2 separate regions of the Mus musculus genome follow, and region 2 is linked to region 1. The links are chromatin contacts, called in public HiCAR-type maps. All regions are on one chromosome and are shown on one strand. Each heading gives the region's core, a stretch centred on a gene start, on an enhancer-like site or on the middle of the called end of the contact. The rest is flanking DNA. Distances are from core to core; before and after follow the strand shown. Region 1 has its middle 120 kb from the start of Grem2. Region 2 holds the start of Opn3 (opsin 3).

Region 1 (6,888 bases), core at 1,497-3,996:
CCCCAGGCAAAACGACACGGGAGCAGGTCAGGGTTGCTCTGGGTAAAAGCCTGTGAGCCTAAGAGCTAATCCTGTACATGGCTCCTTTACCTACACACTGGGGATTTGACCTCTATCTCCACTCTCATTAATATGGGTGGCCTATTTGCTCTTATTAAAAGGAAAGGGGGAGATGTTGGGAGCCGCGCCCACATTCGCCGTTACAAGATGGCGCTGACAGCTGTGTTCTAAGTGGTAAACAAATAATCTGCGCATGTGCCAAGGGTATTTTGTGACTACTTGTACTCTGCCTTCCCCGTGACGTCAACTCGGCCGATGGGCTGCAGCCAATCAGGGAGTGACACGTCCGAGGCGAAGGATAATTCTCCTTAATAGGGACGGGGTTTCGTTTTCTCTCTCTCTTGCTTCTTGCACTCTGGCTCCTGAAGATGTAAGCAATAAAGCTTTGCCGCAGAAGATTCTGGTTTGTTGCGTCTTTCCTGGCCGGTCGTGAGAACGCGTCTAATAACACTTGGTCTTTCTTGTCCCTGCCTGACTCCCTTGGGTATTATAGCTGGCCTTAATTTAGGAATATAGCATGGATTCATGAAAAAGTGTATCAACAATCTGTTTCTTGGGTACAAAGTGAGCAAACTTGTCTTTGATGTTTTAAACAAGACAAAATACAGGAATGTGAGTCACAAACTCAGGCCTCAGATAAAATTGGTCGCCTTGTGGCATAGTCTAAACCCAGGTTAGTGTAATCCCTGTGGACAGTTGTCAAACTCACTGAAAAAGGAGAGCAGAAAAAAAAAAAAAAAAAAAAAAAAAAAAAAAAAAAAAGAGTTTCCCAGTCCTAGGGAGAGTGTAATCCCTTCTAATCATTTGACAAGCCCGACATCTAGTGGCCAGCTGATATTTCTAAGGCAGCTGATGGAGCCAAATCCATCTTAGCTTGAAGTGCTGTGTGGAAATTGGGTGGATCTATAACTGTCGAGGTCAATGGTCAATGTTTCTGTAAACAGTGCAGAATGGAGAGTATGAAAGTCACCTTGGTGGGTGTGGTATCCTTCTCTAATCCAGTGATTTATCTTTGCCGGGAACTAGAGTCTCAAGACAAGAAAAAGGGTTGGAGATAAAATGCAAAGAGAAAGAGCTTGGGGCAGTGCCTGTTAGCTACCTGTGCCATGTGACCCCACCTCTAAGTCCTCCACTGGGTGTCAGAGTACATCAGACCTGCCTGCCCAGTGGCCCTGAATTGTAAGCAACAATTTCACAGATGAAATGGAAAGTGAGTGTCTTTTGGAGTTGTCAGATATTTACCAACAAAAGGGGAAAGGAATAAGTGAATACCCTATATTTTAAAAAGTTTTTTTTTTTTTTTTTTTTTTTTTTTTTTTTTTTTGGTTTTTTGAGACAGGGTTTCTCTGTATAGCCCTGGCTGTCCTGGAACTCACTCTGTAGACCAGGCTGGCCTCGATCTCAGAAATCCACCTGCCTCTGCCTCCTGAGTGCTGGGATTAAAGGCGTGCGCCACCACGCCCGGCAAAAAGTTATGTACTTTTAAGATTCCATTTCTCCCTTCCCTTTTTTTCCTACAAAACTCTCATGTACTCCTCACTTACTTTCTTCCAAATTCATGGCCTCTTTTTTCAGTAATCATTGGTGTGTGTGTGTGTGTGTGATACAATGAACTATTTTGGCCTAATTGAAAGTTAAAAAAAATCACAGAGCAATCATTTGTTATTTTCTTATTTTGTTTATGAGAATTTGATAACTTGTATTTGGCTCCAGAGTAAATTATAGTTTCTTCTTTTGATATGAGTCTGAGTTTTTATTGTTTTGTCTGTCTGTCTGTCTGTCTGTCTACACTAGAAATCTATAGAGCCTTCTCCAAGACTCCTTGCCTGAGCCAAAGTGCTGTGCCATAGTGAGTGCCTGAGAGGACAAGCTTATGTGTGGCTTTGAGGTGAAGGAAGGAACAGAGGGCACCAGACACCGGTTAAACTGTGCTGTTCCTACCGTGCCAGTCAATATTGGCTGTTGAAAGTCAGCTACCACCCTTGAATGAAATGCCAAGAAAAGAGCTCCCGTTCAGGGTTTATGTCTTGTTTATTGTCCAGTGTTGCTCCAGGCAAGACCTGGATAGTGGGTGTGGGGGACCATCTGCTCTCAGGATAGTGAGTAAGGAAGAAAGCTGAAAGGGTCTGCTTAGGGTTAGAGTGGTGGACGTGGAAGTTATGAATAAGGAAAGGTAGGCTGGTGGCAGGCCAGCAACACTGTCTAAACGTATTGCCTACAGAGTAGAGCTTCCTGGTCTAGTGCCCTCGCATACACAGGGATGACTGCAGAGCCAGGAGGTGGACCAGCACTAAACATGGTTGGAGCATAAAGTTCTGGGTGGGAAAAAAATCAACCTTGCTTTTAGAGAATTCCCACTCGATTACAGAAAATGGGTCCAAGCACAAGTATCTTCATCTGTAAGTTTAATGCACGTGTTCCACTCCTTGCCCTTGCTCCACCCCTTGCCCTTGCTCCACCCCTTGCCCTTGCTCCACCCCTTGCCCTTGCTCCACCCCTTGCCCTTGCTCCACCCCTTGCCCTTGAGAAGGCGGAGCTTTGCCTGTTAGACCTCATGAAGAACCAGCACATTTTAAGCACAAGGCAAAGATGGCTGCTGTTGCAACCGGTCATATGAATAACAGTTGCCTGGTTCTTGCAGGGAAGAAAAGAACCCCAGTGTGCTCCTTTGTACTGGTCGCTGGGGGCTGAGCCGACTTGCTGGGGGAGAAGGAACAAAAGACAGGGCACGTCCAGCCAGACTGCCAGGGCCACTGGAGAGCAGTGACAGAGGGGAGCAGAAAGCAGGGAGATCAGAAACCCAGCTGAAGCAAGCGGCTCCAGTCTTTGATTGTTGTCTTTGCTCTTAAGAAAAGCTGGCATTCTTTTTATTCAAGTGTGCTAAAAATAGGGGTAAAATGATCTCAAAGGAGAATATGTGTGATTGACATGACACGAATTTGTCCAGAATGAGAAAACATCATCTTTCTGTAATTATATTTCCCTGAAAAATAGTGGTTTCAATGAAGTGGGAGAAAAACTTCCAGAAAATTGAATTTTCTTTTCAAAGTATGCAAAGCAGCCTGGTGAAAACCAAATATTACCAAAGTTTTTTCCCCTCAGAAACAGATTTGAACAGTTAATCTGATTGGCATTAATTGTATTCTTTTTATAAATCTTTTTGGGGCTACTCAGTTTCAGTGTGTGTGTGTGTGTGTGTGTGTGTGTGTGTGTGTGTGTGTGTGTGTGACAGAAGACTATATGCATTGGAACCCCTAGAACTGAAGTTATAGCAGTTTGTGGGCTGCCAGTCATGGGTCCTAAGAAACAAACTCAGGTTCTCTACAAGAGCAGTGCGTGCTATTAATCACTTAGCCCTCCCTGCAGCCCCATACATAGTATTCGATCCTAGATAAAAGTTAAACTAATTTCACTTGGAGGAACATATTAGAAAAACTTGCAAGCATTCAAAAAGATAGAAGGTCACTAAATTGCAGTAAAATGACACATAAATGAAGAGATAGATAGTAATAGAAAAATATAGTCTATACTTAACAATTTCCTGAGGGGGGAATATTAGTTCTGAAAAAATTGAGAGATAACAAGACAATGCCATATTACTGCTAGGATAGACATGTACATACATTCCTTTCTAACAGATGGTCCTTCAAGCTAGGTGATACGTCTGTCTTTTCAAGCACCTGTGTTTTCCAATGCAGATTTATAAAACAATGAAACTTAAGTCATTGACACTCCAATGAGTTGCACTAGATTTTTAAAACCTGATATTATCTCACATAGCAATCCAACAGAATAGAATACTTTTCTGCCACCTTAGCTACAATCACAAATTCCCATCTGACACATAAGAAGAAGCTAGAGGATATCTCGGTCTTTAGGAGCTTCTGCTGGGGAGGTGAAGATGGAAGGCTCCCTGAGGATCCCTGGTTAATCAGCCTGGCTTTCTTGATGTGCACCATTTTGATGAGAAGTCCTGTTCCAAAAAACATTGTGGTCAGCACCTGAAGAATGACAGCTGAAGCTGATGTATAATTTACATGTCCATTCATGTACACACACACACACACACACACACACACACACACACAATCAGAATTTTCTAGGTCCACAGATATTCATGAAATTATACTATTATGACTTTGAGACGTATTAGTTCATCAATATATTTAGCTGCCCTTTTTAGAAAGGCACCATAGTAATATTTAATTATTAATTGCAAAATCTCCTCTGAGATGCTTTCCATGATCTGGGTCTACCAGTTAACCCCCTTTCATGCTCATGTATTGGGAAAAGCAAACCTTTACATCAGAGCCTTCCTGAACTCTGTATGATCCTATCCATCCCGCGTCTCTCCTCAGTTGCATCATTGAGTTGTTGATGCCAAATTTGTCCAAAAACAGCAGCACCACTGGCTTCCTCAGAACTAATACAGTTCACTCTTAAAAAGTTAAATGCAAATTGGGGACGTAACTCATTGATAGAGTACTGTGAGAAAACTCTGCTAAGTAAGACCAAATCTGTCATTGACCAGATAGTTAGCCTTCTGGGGCTGGGCACTGACCAGTTAGCCTTCTGGGGCTGGGCACTGTATGGATGATTCCCTTCATCGGCAGGGTTTCTCCTTCTCCGACCTTGTCTGGGGAGTTCAAAACTTCCCACACCTCTATCTGCAAAATGTCATGTGGCCTTGGTTAAGATTACAGGTTCAACTTCCTTTCTCATAATAAGGAGCTAGAGAAAGTACCCAAGGAGCTAAAACAAGGGGCAACTCTATAGGAAGATCAATGATATGAACTAACCAGTACCCCCCAGAACTGTTTCTAGTTACATATGTAGCAGAAGATGGCCTAGTCGGCCATCAATGGGAGGAGAGGCCCTTGGTCTTGAGAAGATCATATGCCCCAGTACAGGGGAATGTCAGGGCCAGGAAGCGGGAGTGGGTGGGTTGGGGAGCAGGGCGGGGGAGTGTATAGGGGACTTTCAGGATAGCATTTGAAATGTAAATGAAGAAAATATCTAATAATAATAATAAAAAGAACCCGTTATTCTAGTACCTGAGATTCCTGAAATGCTACCACATTCTAAGGAGGCATTTCGGTACTCTAGGCCTTCAACAAATGACCTTCCCTGCCTGGGCTTTCCTAGCCCCTGGTGGTATATAATTCCTGGTTCACCCTGAATAAAGTGTCTGCACCCACATTCACCCTCAATAAAACAATATGAACAAGCAAGGATTGTCTCAGAGGGCTGGTCCATTAAAGACTGCCATGGAGAAAGCCTTCGCCAGAAGGGGCCAAGCCTAAGACTCCTGAAGGTTTTCTCTTTTCCAGGCCCCTCATACTCAGCACTGTTTCCCAATAGGGCTAGATGGGGTTCGTTCTGGGTTCCACCTTGCCCCTCCTGTCTGGTATTGAACTGTCAACCCTGATTTCCTCTGCCCACAGTATACAGGTGGCGTATGGGTATTCAGAAAGGAGACCAGGAACCACAGCTTTCATCCTAGACCCCACTGTTTCCCCTTCCAGTCCAGCATATAGCGGCATCTAATGCCCCCATGGCTATGGACTCCCCATTCTGGACTTTGCCCTGCCTCCTTTATGTGACATGCCAGAGTTGCCTGTGTACCCCTGCCCCCGTGGAAGAGAGGCAGGCCCACAGTACAACAGAATAGTTGCATAGAGTGGGCAAGCCTCTGGGTTTCATCCACAATACCACAAAAAAGATGATGATGATGATGATGGTGGTGGTGGTGGTGGTGGTGGTGGTGGTGGTGTACTATATTGAACTGAAGAAACATAAAACCAAACATCCTAGCATCATATCCTTAAAAGAATCATCCATCCATATCCAGGGTAGTGGCAGTGGAAGAGGTTAACATGGTAACTCTGAAACGGTTAATTCCAAATAGACTCAGAAGCAGCACATACTTCATAATTGCACAATAACTTTAAAGGCAGTTTGCATGCAATTAGATGGATAGGTATAGTTAAGTAGCCATGACTTACCAAGACAGCAACTTAGGTATGAGTTCAGAGTTCCCTGAAGATGTTACTCCAATGTAAAGGACCAAGGTCTATGAGTGCTTAAGTGTTCTGCCTATGTGTATATATCCATGTGTCGCTAGTTCTCAAGTCAAGGGCCAAATGACTCTAACCAAACAATATTTTGATGAGTTAAGTGTAAATGAATTGTAAACATATGGATTAAATTCTCTTTAATACACTTGGATTTAAAAATTAAGAGAAAAATGCTTGGTAAAGCCAACTTTGGCTTTTGGCAAACCCAAGCTTTGGAAAAATTGCTGGAGATGTTCAATAACCCAACTGAGGAAAACACAGCCCACTTCCTCTCTCCCTTTTATAGAATCTGTATTTGTTCACACACATGGTCCCAAGAGAAGGCCACAGAGACATTTTGATTGGAGATGACGCCAGTCACTAAATAAGACTTTCCTCAGAAAATTCCTTGTTTATTCATGAACTTGTCAGGTATTTATGGTGCATAATTAATTAGGAAATCTTCTGATAAATTATCTCTCTTCCTTAGTATCCCAAAGAAGAAGGACGCCCACTTCTGCTGTGTGCTAATGTCTGTCTGCCGACATCATAAATATGTTCCTAAAGATTCTCAATGGAAAGTATCTTCTCTTAATTTTCTCCAGATGGTGTTCTTAGTAGGGATGGTTTTTCTGACTGAGTGTCTCCTAAATCCTGCTGTGTGACTCTACACATGGTCATAGTTACCGTAAGCGTGTGACGAATCCCAGATGTGAAACCATTTAAAGTGATCTACTGATCTAAGGCAGTGCTCTGGGGGACAAATGAGGGA
Region 2 (6,853 bases), core at 3,664-6,163, 650 kb before region 1:
TCAACTCATGGAAATGTGAGACAGATAGAGTCCCTATTCCTTGGTAGTGCATCTTTTAAACCATCTTGTGCAATCCTGAGTTCAGAATTGAAGCGAGTGGCATTAGGGGGCACTCCTGTTTTGAGTACCAGGTGTTCATCCTCTCACTATGAGCTATTAGGGGAGTAAATTCCTATAAACATCTTACTTAGAGAATCTCCTCACACTATTTATTCTTTATTCCTTTTCTCCCATCCAAATACTATTTGGCAACATCCTAGGAACTATCTTTCCTACAATCCTCATCCATGAATTCTTCTATTTCCTCATCCATCCATTCAGCGCATACTTATCAGACACCTACTTATGCTAGCAGGTACTTAGGTAGTAGTGATAGAATAGTGAGCGAATGGTGTGTTGAGCTTACAATCTAATGGTGAAAACAGGCACGTGCATGGTATTCCAGAAGGTGGTAAATGCTCTGAAGACTGAGTAAAGGTGTGTGCACTGGAGTGGGGTGTGTGTGTGTGTGTGTGTGTGTGTAATAAACAATTACTTAACAAAAAGATATTTGGCAGAATCCTGCAGGGGAGGTAACAAGTCATGAGGCTAAATGGTTAAAAGGTGTTCCAGCAAAGCATTGGCGTAGAGTCCTGACGTCAGCACGTGCTTGATACACACGAGAACCAGCCGCACACAGGTATGTGGACTGTCTTTAGGCTTTGCACAATCAAACTAAAAAGTAACAAGTTTTACAAAATAGTTAGAAATTGGAATGCTTTCAGGATTATTGGTGAGATTATTGGTGAGAGTGGGAAGACAGTACTTAAAAGTAGGTGTACGCTTGGAGGACCCGCACTCAGCATCAGGCAGCTCCCAACTGTTTGCAATTCCAGTTCTAGGGAACTCCAAGGCCCTCTGTAGTGAGAGTTTTGGTTTCCTTTACAAATCCAGTTCTGTTCATTGTTTCAACCCCAGGTGTGGGATGTAGGGGCTGCCGCAGATTATCCACAGCCGCTGACTATTTGCCTCGTGTATGCTCTGGCAAGATTGTGATTCTGCCAGCTTTGGAGAGTTTAATCCTGAGGACTCTGGAGAGGGTATAAATGCCAGAGCCCTGGGAGGAGAGGGGTGTCCGAGCACTCTAAAGGAGAGGACATGACAAGTCCTCCTGCTAGTTCCTGTGAGAAAAGAGATCAGAAGTTAGAGATATCCTGACTATTAAGATTGGACTTGCCCCCAAGGAGTTCAGTGCCCCTAATCAGCAGGAAGTGCTCTAAAGAGACATTGCTTCCTTCCCCCTTTATCCTTCTTTCTCTCCTACCTAGTGTTGGGGTGTTGGAAGGAGTAAGGGTTGCCAGGGAGGGAGAGGTATAAGAAACCAATGAAGTAGCTTAAAAACCAGCATCAGCAGCCCCCTCCTGTCTTCCACAGGGACCTGCACTCTTGCAAACATGAGTGTGGGCAAGCGCACACACACAAACACACACAAACTTTAAAAAAATAAACGTGTTAAAGTGAAGTTATCGCTTACTATATTAGATGTTATATCTTCTGTTGCATTGGTCTTGGTCCATTCCTGTTGCTGCAATAAAATACGTCCCACTGAGTAATTTACAAACATCAGTGTTTCCTTTCTCATCGTTCTGATGATTGGGAATCATCAAAGCTCTAGCCGTCAGTAGCTGCTAAATGTCCATTCCTCCTGTGGGCATTTTCTACTCATCCATACATGGTGGAAGGATGTTGAGGGAACCCCCCCCCCCAAAAAAAAACCCAAAACATGACCAACAGCAACTTGGGAAAGAAAGGGTTTAGTTTATCTTACACCTTCACATCATAGTCCATCATTGAAGGAAGCCAGGGCAGGAACTCAGGGCAGGAACTGAAGTAGAATCCGTTGAAGAATACTGCTTATTGGCTTGCTAGTTGTGTTTTTCTTAGGCTGCTGCCTTATACAACCCAGGACTGGATGCTCATATACCTCCATTAATCAAAAATATGCTCCACGGGCTTTCCTGCAGGCCAGTCTAGTGCGAGCATCTTCTCAACTGAGGTTCTTTGCTTTCCCCACAAACTCTAGCTTGTGTCAGGTTGGGAAAACAACACAACAAAACCAACCGACAGACAAACAGACAAACAAACAAAACCAACGACTAACCAAGGCAGGGTAGCAGGTTGCTTTACATCTGGTTCACCATGATCAGACCCAGCTCCAGGAATAAGCCAAGGAAAAACTCTCCTGGAAAGAATGTATGTTAGCACCTGATGATGCCTGTGGCCAGGGCTTGCATTCTTAGCAGTACACAGGCCTGAAGGACCAGGCACTGCTTGGCTTGTCTGGGTCACTTTGGAGATGATCTATTGGGGGAATGATTCCATGCCAAAGATTCCATAAGCTCCCATAACAGTGCCACCAGACAGGGGCCAAGTATTCAAGCACACAAACCCATAGGGAATTTTCCACTTAAACCATAACTCCCATAAAGACCTAATTTTGAAATGTACAAGAAACATTTTTATTAACAAAATCATATATGCAGTATCTTGCTTATGTGTATCAACTCTACTAAAAGACCTTAACAGTTCACAGGATTATTATAATAACTATTGTCAATTATCAAAATGTTAACCATTTCCCCCAGAGGCTCTTACTGTTTTTATTCATTGCACTCACACCTCTTGCGCAGGCAATGTTCTGGACCTTATAGGTCTATTGTATCAACCTTATTATGTTGATACAGTAGAGGCCAAAGCACAGCTGCTCACCTACTTACCTCTCTATCTTCATCTCCTATTATTCTGCTATACTGGTGCCCTCGTTTCCCTCCAAAGGGGCAAATAGAGTCCTCCCTTGGCACATAGGTCTTGTTTAGAGTTCAATGCAGAGCTGTCTAAGTAACAGCACATTTATTTTCTCTTTCCTCTTATGATGGTTTGTATATGCTTGAGCCAGGGAGTGGAGGTGCGGCCTTGTTGGAGTAGGTGTGTCCCTGTGGGTCTAGGCTTTAAGATCCTAGTCCTAGCTGCCTGGAAGGGAGTATTCTGCTAGCATATACACCTCTATTTTCTCTGCCTTATAATTGTTTATGGCACTTAGCATCTGGCATCTCATGTATGAACCAATTTGGTCAGCATTGTCTTCTCTCAACACCTCTAGAAAGCTTTAGGAGAAGAAGACTGTGTGCCAAAGAATGAATATTTTAGGAAAAAAAAATCAGGACTCTTTCCTTTCTTCCTTCCACTAACGTTGCAATCCTACTGTAGGAAGACTACTATAGTGAGACGTCAGAGGCACAAAGAACTTATTAAATGGTCCTATAAATCTAAACCACAAAATTAAAAACATTTTTTTTTCAGGGCAGGTGAGGTCAAAGGCCTTGTAGATGCTGAATTCAGGTTAGAAGTCTTAAAAATAAGATCAAGATTTTGAAGCTGGCACACACAACCTCTTAGTCAAGTGCTCAGTGCAGCAGGGTATCAAGCTATCTCGTCACTTAGCTGACTATTGAAGACTTTTGAGATGCACTGAGTCTAACACAAGTGGGAGGAGGGGTGGACACTGGTGCACACCAATTTAGTTTCCACAAACCAGTCATTAGTGCCTATGACATCTTCAGGTGCATGCAGCTCGGGACATTTTCCTCTCGTGGGTAGTCGTTGGGGACTGCAGTGGAGACAGAGAAAGCAGGCCTAAAGAAGTGACGTTCACAATCTATATTTGACTTGTTCTATATTTGCATTGCTGCTGGGGAAAGGTCCAGTGGAAAATGCGTGCTGTTCTAAATATATCCTCTCTATACCTGCTAGATTTGGATTGAAGCCTTAGGGGGCGGGGCACTGCTCAAGAGATCACCTCCAGAGAAGCATTTGGACTGGATTGTGTATCAGGTGTACCTACTGCAGACTGAGAAGGCTTGGGATCCAGTGGAAGGGTGACTTGGGTGTCACTCTGATGCTATTTCCTTCCTTATTCTGGGGCTCTGAGAGTGGCAGCTCAGAACACTGTCATAAACGCTGGGACATATCTTCCAGCTCTAAGGTAGTTGAGACTCAGCCTGCTGCGTTTGTTTGTTTGTTTTTAACGTCAGGTTCCCTGTTTATGAGATCATTTCGCTGGCGCTCTACTTCGGGCATTTCAGTGTTTTGTTTTCTTTCTATTGGGTGTATGAGGTGGGGGTGGGTGTTATTATAGCTTCCCAGGAAAGAGAGTATTTCATTCAGCATGCTTAACTGAGTTAAGCGCAGGCGTTCATAAATATTTATGAATGAGTGTATGCTAGGGTGAGTGACTTAACGGGTGAATGGACGAGATGCTTTAGAGTCCGTTGAGGGCTGTGAGGATCCGCTGTGGCTAATTTACCTCCGTAAGGGAGTTTACTTTCTCTTTTTTTCTGTACAGTCTGTTCAGGTTTCCACCTCGGCTTAAGGGTGAAGGAAGCAGAGCAAGAGCTCACTGGTCTCTGAAACTCACCTCTGCTGGGCGGGAACGCGCCCGGGAGGTGGGAGGGGGGAAAAGGGGCGGGCCGCTAAAGCAGTAGGGCGGGGCCACAGCTCAGAGGCGCGGTCAGAGGTTCTAAGAAGGCGGAGCTGTATGCCGGAGGGCGGGGCCAAGGGTGTGAGTCAGAGGGCGGGGTAACAGGAGATTCCGGGAGGGAGGAGCCGCAGGCCAGACTGCGGAAGAGTCTTAGGAGGGCGGGGCCAAAACGGCTGCCGTATGGATGAGGCCGCAAGGTAGAAGGGCGTGGCCTCCAGGGAGGTCCCGTGGGAGGGACTGCAAGTGCTAGCTAGTGGGGCTCGGGACCCACGCGGGAGGGTGGGATAGCAAGAACGCTAGGAGGGCGGAGTTTCATGCGGTGGGGCGGGGTCCTAGCACCGAAGGGCGGGGCCTCGGGTGCGCGCGGGTTGGGCGGGCCTGGCGCGGCTCCCGGGCACAATGGCCTGAGCGGCCCGCAGAGCGTGAGATCCACCCTGTTCGGGCCGCCCGGCTCACCGAGCCCTCTCTCTCACGGCGCGCCGGCGTCGGGCCATGTACTCGGGGAACCGTAGTGGCGACCAGGGCTACTGGGAGGACGGGGCGGGCGCCGAGGGCGCAGCACCGGCGGGCACGCGGAGCCCCGCGCCTCTCTTCAGCCCCACCGCGTACGAGCGCCTGGCGCTGCTACTCGGCTGCCTCGCGCTGCTGGGCGTCGGCGGCAACCTGCTGGTGCTGCTTCTCTACTCCAAGTTCCCGAGACTGCGCACGCCCACCCACCTCTTCCTGGTCAACCTGAGCCTGGGCGACCTGCTGGTATCCCTGTTCGGAGTCACCTTCACCTTCGCGTCGTGCCTGCGGAACGGCTGGGTGTGGGACGCCGTGGGCTGCGCGTGGGACGGGTTTAGCGGCAGCCTCTTTGGTGAGTCGCCCGGGACGCGTTCTCCTTGCCTCTCAACTTTCCCCCGGGTACATCAGCTCTGGGCCTCCGTCCTCCCCGGGATCGTCCCTGATAGCCAGTCATCACCCACAACTCCCTCTCTCTCCTCGAGAACCTCCCTTAGATACCCAACCCTCGCCTCCCTTCTCCCTTTCATCTGGTCTTCATCCCCAACTCTGTTTCCCTCCTTGCCTGGATTTACACACCCTTCTTCCCAGCCAGTCACCAACCCCAGCCCCTCCTGCCTCTGTAGCACTTTCCAAAGTCTCCCTGCCGCTGGCCATCTTATTTCCCCTCATCTATTTTTACTTCCTACTGTAGCTCTCAACAGGGCAGCTCACAGTGGACTTTACAGAGGGAGAAAGAAATGAGGCCCTGTAGAGTCAAGAGATGCAAGAAAAAAGTCAACTCCTGAACAGTGGAGGCGAGAACAAGGAGAGATTTAATTCACAAATTTAGTATTTGTTCCTCAGAATGACATGTAGAATCCTAAATAACGCAGTATTTTACCCCCTTTCACTCGTTAGCAATTATAAACAGTTGAATGCTTCCTAGGGGATGAGACTTTTTTTTTTTTTTAATTTCCTGTACATAGGTTCTGTCACACCAGAGGTTACAAATGGCGCAAAGGAGTCCAACTCATAATTAGCAGGGCAGCCAGTACATTTAATTGAAGTAGAACTTGTTGCTTTCTTGAAGATTTATATTGAGAATTGACAGGTTGAAGGTTGACTGATCCAGTATTCTAAGCCTGGGAAAAACGTGTGTGTGTGTGTGTCCCCTAGGGATTTTGTTTGTATAACGATTTAAAATAGAAATGGATATTTCTTAAGGCTTAAAGTCCCTTTCACAAACCTTAAAAACACATTGATAATTTACTATTGACTTGATCTTGCCAGATCTTAGAGAAAAACGTCTCTGTAATATCCTTGACAATTGTTATTTGCCAACTTACATGTGGCAAACCCAAATCTCACGGTGTTTGTCATCATTTCCTTTTTAAAGTTTTAAAACAAAATTTAGGAGTCATGATGGTTTTTCACTGATTGACAATTCTGATGCTTTCCCCTAATAAACATTGATCTAAGGATTTCTTTACATAACAATATTGAACCTAGAGGAAGGTCTGTAAGAGGATGCGAGTAGTAATATGGGTTGACTATATGATTATTCTCTCTGTTACCTTAAAAATGTTTTTCGGGGTGGGGGGGCATTTAGGCGGATTGATCTTTAAAAAAGGTGATGTGTCAGGACAGCTTGCAGAAAAGCCCTGGGGGTAGCGACAGGTGTTTGTTTGAAGACATTAAAGTCCTTTCTTTCTGTGAAGTACTTTTCTGTGCTGTGGTGTTCAGTGTCTCCATCTGAAACCGAATAAAAAGGAATGGGTTGAGTTTTCTTATGTCTGCAGCACCCACCCTGGCTCTCCCTGGCTTGCTCTGCCAATCCTATCTTCCAGAATC

The links. HiCAR-type assays count read pairs that join an accessible place to other places.
Region 2: a HiCAR-type map of astrocytes shows a contact between it and region 1, with 4 times the contacts expected there. The contact joins the promoter of Opn3 here to the enhancer-like site in region 1. A contact is called at or near these places in 14 of 39 promoter capture datasets (the 3T3-L1 cell line, 3T3-L1-derived adipocytes, the HPC-7 cell line and 8 more), 2 of 484 Hi-C or Micro-C datasets (embryonic stem cells and liver), 11 of 115 datasets of contacts at active chromatin or transcription factors (astrocytes, differentiating embryonic stem cells, embryonic forebrain and 6 more) and 1 of 9 other capture datasets (embryonic stem cells).

Annotation. Positions count from the first base shown.
Region 1 is chr1:175,035,624-175,042,511 of GRCm38.p6, reverse strand. No RefSeq gene overlaps it. Among named protein-coding and RNA genes, the nearest start is that of Grem2, 120 kb to the right of the region's middle. Within about 2 kb of position 2,746, at least 23 of the 459 cell types and tissues checked have an H3K27ac peak or open chromatin away from gene starts, as enhancers often do. A contact at or near this core is called in astrocytes, differentiating embryonic stem cells, embryonic stem cells and 2 more, where this site is marked.
Region 2 is chr1:175,690,692-175,697,544 of GRCm38.p6, reverse strand. It overlaps Opn3 (opsin 3), which reads left to right and starts at 4,913. Exons shown (of 4, transcript NM_010098.3): 1 at 4,913-5,375. The coding sequence starts at 5,009. Gm39707 (a long non-coding RNA gene) reads right to left here and starts at 4,499. Exons shown (of 3, transcript XR_865748.2): 1 at 4,454-4,499; 2 at 1,514-1,564; 3 at 887-1,160.